Regions from separate parts of the Bactrocera dorsalis genome. Here region 1 is linked to region 2. A link is a contact called in public Hi-C data. All regions are on one chromosome and are shown on one strand. Each heading gives the region's core, a stretch centred on a gene start, on an enhancer-like site or on the middle of the called end of the contact. The rest is flanking DNA. Distances are from core to core; before and after follow the strand shown.

Region 1 (2,700 bases), core at 7-2,506, 38 kb before region 2:
CCAATATTATTTGGGAAATCACAGTTGGCTTGAAAATTTATAATGTAATGGAAGTTTGATGCGATATTCGATATTGCGACAATCAAAGTTTAATGAATTTCATAATCGATCGCTCTAGATGATGTTGGCGAGCCCGCTCCATATGGATCGTAATCTCTATTTCTATCATTATTGGTCTATTCTTGTAGTATTCTGTCCTCAGTTTTATCAAAAATTGTATAATATTTCTCTCTCATGTCGTTCAACTAAGCACCTGATTGATCCTTTAATCTCAATTATTTTCAATAAAAAGTTCACCTCATCGGCTTTTATTTTATCAATCGTTTTATTGTTTTTGTTGTAATATCAACAACTGTAGTGATTTACTGCCGAGTATGCGTGACAGCGATAAATCTTTCAAAAGGAAAACTAGCCCATAAACATCAAACAATCCGCTAACTTTGCATTGACCGCACCGTAATTTTCCCAAATGGAAATCTAATAATCAAGAGACCACACGAAAGGATATGCCATAGCCGTGGGCGTGTCAGTGTTGCGCTCCAACTGCTTGGCATACGCTCTACGCCTACTTCCACTCAAACGCACACACACATACATATACAATGTAGTCAGCATCAGCTGTGCGATGAGTCAACGCGTTCACCGAACGATGGAACGTCAGAAAAACCCAAAATACAAAATCCACGCAATCTTAAGCGGCTGGCAAAGGTAGCTTGTTATCAATTTGCCACGGCGCCTACGTACCGGCACGCCTGTGTATGTGTTAGTGCTGAGCATTCCAAACTTGTTTCAAACAACTTTTCCGGAGCAATGGCTTGCTGGTTGACCGGCCGGCCAACTCTCGGCCGCTGGCGCTAAAATATCTTTGATATTTGCTAAATCAATTGATCGTACACAACCAGTCGCCAAATAGTAATCCTCCAGATGGTTGACCTGCTTGCTACATAACTTGGCCAATATAATGTGTGCGTATGTTTGGCGGACTCGCACGTGAGCGCTTGGTGTTTTAATAGAAAAAGTCATATTTCACTTCAACAACAAATTGGCAGGAGAAGGAGACAGAGCGCGTGAGTAGAGCGAAAAAGCGTGAGAGGGAGCGAGCGTTTTGAGGAGAGCGTGTTCAGCGATTGAGCGCATATTATACTGTGAGAAATTGGAGTCAAAAAATCACTTGTTAACTACGCGCTAATATGGTACTATAGATCAGATGCAGATAGGAGTTGAGTAGATTGGTACACACATTTGTAGTTAGTCTCCTATCTGCTCCCAACAGCTTTGAGTGTTTGTATGCTGTAAGTAGTATCGCCTCACTGCCTTCGTCCGCTGAAATTCTGAATGACACAGGCAACTCACCATACATACATACGTAGATAGGGGACTACCAATCATATAACTTGTGTTTTAAATAAATACGACGGTATGGCGTGGCAATCGCTAAGTCGGGAAGCGTACGCGGTCTAGTGAACAACTTCGCTCAGCTAGCAAAATATCCAGCGGAAGAGTGAAAAAGTAAAGTCGCTGATAATAATAGTGATACAACTGGTGCTAGGGCTGGTGCTGGAGCTGGAGCCATTGAACAAGTGTAGTGAAGAAAGGTGAAGTGTTAGTGCGTAACAGATCAAAGTTATTACTAGTGAACGGTTAATATAATAGAGTGATTCCCACTGACCACTGAATTTTTTGGCGATCTTCTTGCAAACAGTGAGCAAATTTGCATACTCGCCAACCAAAATAAACGCATAGTGATTTTATACCAAAATTTTGCAAACAATTAGTGAGTTTGCGCGCGTGTGTCACGGCGTTCAAAGTACGTCTCGAATGCAGATATGCTTATGTACATATGTGTGTAAAAATGTATACGCCCACAAACACAATGAAAATTTAATACTACTCAAGTATATTATTACTCTCACCATATCGTTTACCGATTAACTAAATTTATATGGTATATTTGCGATTTAATTAAAAATTTTATTGGAGAATTCAGTTGCTTTTCGATCGCTGTGTGGCGTTGATCGCGTTTGGCGAGAAAAATATATCGCGCGTGTTGCTAATTTATTTGAGTGCGATTCTTGACTGTTAATATTTGCGAATACATAATAAGTAAATAATTTAATACAAGTTACATACATACATACATTTATGTACAATATAAGTCCGGTGCTTGTTTTTGGTTTTTGGTTGTTAGCTGTGGAAAAATACACAAATGTTTACATACATACATACGTGAATAATTAAATATTAAAGTCGAGCGTAAAGTGTGTTATAGACTACAAAAGTTTCAGAGTTATTGGGAAAAAGTTTAACCAAAAAAAAAAACTAAGTTTTTGTATATATTTCGCAAACAAAATATTTTGTTTATTATTTTTGTGCATTTTTTTGTAACTGTTATTACATTTTTGAACTAACTTTTGTAAATCAAATCATAAAATATTTTTTTTTTTATCAGAGGTGAAACAATTTTTCGGAAATTTTATTGAGAAAATTTACAAATCCAGATAAAAATATATAAAACTAGAAGTATTTTACAACAATAACTATTTTTTTAACCAAATTTCATTTATTTTTGTGATAAGCACTTGTGCAGAAATACTTTATAAACAAATTTAATAAAAATTATAAAATACGAATATCTAAAGTGCGAATCTCCATTTTTGTTTTATAAAAAAACTATAAGTTTTTATTTAAAATAAGAAAAAA
Region 2 (2,767 bases), core at 81-2,580:
CGCATGAAAAATTAGGCAGTCTTCGTTTTTTTTTTTTTTGAAGAAAGTACTTGATTAAATGTTTCGAACTTCTTTTAACGTAATAAGTTATAGTTTCAGCTTTCTTTTTTTTTTACAAAAATATTGAAAAATAACGGAGTTATTTGCAGCCTTCGGAAGTGCCAAAAAAAGTACCCCCACTGCTGACATGATTACGGCCGAATAAAACAAAAAAATTCAAAAAGTTTATTAAACTTAAAGATATTTCCTATACAATGACCTACTATTTTTGAATTTCGTTTATTTACGTAAAAAAATGTTCGATTTTTAATACCAAATTTACAATTTTTAACCCAGCAAAAAGATCGTAGGTCATTGTATAGTAAATTTTACCAACATTACTCAGTTTTAATTTTAAGTCGATCGGTCAATTTCTCGCTGAGATATGATGTCAGCAATTTCGACAAATGTCGTTTCGAGAAAAACGCGTTTAAAGATTCCCTTAAATATGTTTGTACCTGCGAGCGGTCGCTCTTTAGAACGCTGCCATTCAAAAACTATTCAAGATACGACCTTGTCGATTTTACAGGATATTTTCGGAAATATAGGCTATCGAGAAAGCAAAAAAAAATTATATCTCCTTCAGCCGATATTTTGTAGGGGGAAGACTTAACCTTCTAATACTATCTTAAACCAAGTGAAACCATATTTGTGAACATATTCGAAAAAATAGGTTATTTTGTTTTTAGTAAAATCCATTCTAATTTGCTTAAACTATCTTCTTTCGCTTTCCACTTTCCATCTTTACCTATCGTAACATCAAAAAATCAGTTCTTAGAATTTTAAATACATATAACATTGCACTAACCTTCCCACTCATAAGAACTTCAAATCTTATTACCATCTCTTCAGGCTTTCCTAACAATACACTAAAATTTCATCATTACAATCATCGATCAGCAGTCAACAATTGGGTATGTATGAGTCATCATGATGTTCTGTTTGGTTATCGGTTATAAAATACTTTTACCAATTATTATAATTAAATGGTAGTAGTTGTATATTCAAAAAGTCTCTTATCTCTCGCGAATGCTTATAATCGCCTCTGAGCACTTGACAGCTTATCCTCCCCGAAACAATGGCCATTGTATGTCTAAGTTGAATAGAAAAAGTCTCTACAAAAACAAAAATATACATTAATAGTGTGAAATTGTTTCGTTAAAACACTCACATGGCAACTCTGTCCGGGAGCTTTGCTAAACTACGTCATCACTCATATGTTCTTGTGTCAGTAAACAATGTGATTGCGACCGCATAAATGCAATGTTCTCGCCTTTCGGCCGCATAGTCGCAAATTGCAAGCTGGAACCTCAGCATTATTACGAGTGACAAGCGGAACGGTGCTTTCGAACGTGTTAGTATTGGCAAATGATTAAAGTCAAGTGCATTGAAAAATACAAGATAAAAATATATTGGTGCGTTATTCAGTGGGAGAGCGATGGAAAACACAACACAAAACTGCTGTCCAGAGTAAAATTGCTTTGTTCACCTAATGGATGTCTGAACAACGAAAGTTGAGATGGATAGCTATGGAGTTATATAGTACATATATCAAAGCAATCAGGGAGACGTAAATATTTGATTCCGGATATACGTGGGGAATTAATTACAGATACACATATAGTATGTACGTCTGTCCGTCTGCTCATGCCAGCGAAGTTGGACTTGGAAGCTAAAGATCTTGAATTTGGTACTGAAGACTACAATAAAGTGGAACAGTTGTCTTTTAAAACTATGGAAAAGCTATATCGACAAATCTTCATTCCTTTATAGCATTTCATCATATTAAGTAAAAATCCCATATCTTAGCATTGAATTAGCAGCATACAACAGATTTTAGCTCGGATATAATTTACTTTAATGAAAAATTGTGGAAATTGGTCAATACGTTTCCCTAACCTCTGTCCAGCCGCATGATTATTTTCGTTCTTCTGCCTGCAGACAATCGTTTCGTTTCAAAAGTTGTTGTCTTTCGTGCATTTTTGGTATAAATTTTTGCTAGCTTATCAGAATTTTTCTACTTATTTCGTTCTGACACGTCGGTCTCACTCGAACTTGACGCTTTCTTACTTATTTCTGAAGCATTTGTTTCTATGTTTGCTCTTAAAGAGCAGTGTAAACAAACGTGACCGCAAAAAGCTCTCTTTCATTGGGCTTTTTCGACGTTGCCAGATTGTAACCAAGAAAAATATTTTCATGTATTTCGGAACACTTTTTTTAAGTTCCTATTTTGATATGTGGGAAGATAGAATTCATTTCCAACTAAATTTTCAGAGGATACTCATTTATTATTTGTGCTGACATAAATTTTTTATGAACGATGAAAGTTGACACTTTTTTTAATAATTTTTAAATAAAATAGAATTTTGTCATTCACACAAGTAAGTAAGTTTCGTACCGTTTCATTCTATTTCCACTTTCAAATATAAAAACTAACTATTTTGTTGCTAATTTTTACATCCCGAACGGGGTTTAAGGTTTGCTATGAAGTTTATAACAGCGAGAAAAAGACCAGTACAGGATAGGACCAAGCTGAGCCAATTTAGCCATGTTCGTCTCTCTGTTTGTACACACATAAACGCGAAGCAGTCCCTCAGTTTTGAAGATATCGATTTGAAATTTCGCACCCCTAATTTTTTCTTTAAGAAGCTGCTGATTTGTCGAAACACGAGTCCTTTTAAGGAAAACTTTTTTATTTGACAAGATTTTACTTATTTTCTTATTTACA

The links. Hi-C and Micro-C count contacts between places; a contact is called where the count stands out from the background.
Region 1: a Hi-C map of whole body shows a contact between it and region 2, with 2.5 times the contacts expected there. The contact joins the promoter of LOC105222405 here to the enhancer-like site in region 2. A contact is called at or near these places in 2 of 2 Hi-C or Micro-C datasets (both in whole body).

The regions. Positions count from the first base shown.
Region 1 is chr4:41,012,123-41,014,822 of ASM2337382v1, reverse strand. It overlaps LOC105222405 (monocarboxylate transporter 9), which reads left to right and starts at 1,256. Exons shown (of 6, transcript XM_011199726.4): 1 at 1,256-1,595.
Region 2 is chr4:40,974,139-40,976,905 of ASM2337382v1, reverse strand. No RefSeq gene overlaps it. Among protein-coding and RNA genes, the nearest start is that of LOC105233600, 5.4 kb to the right of the region's middle. Within about 2 kb of position 1,330, the one cell type or tissue checked has open chromatin away from gene starts, as enhancers often do.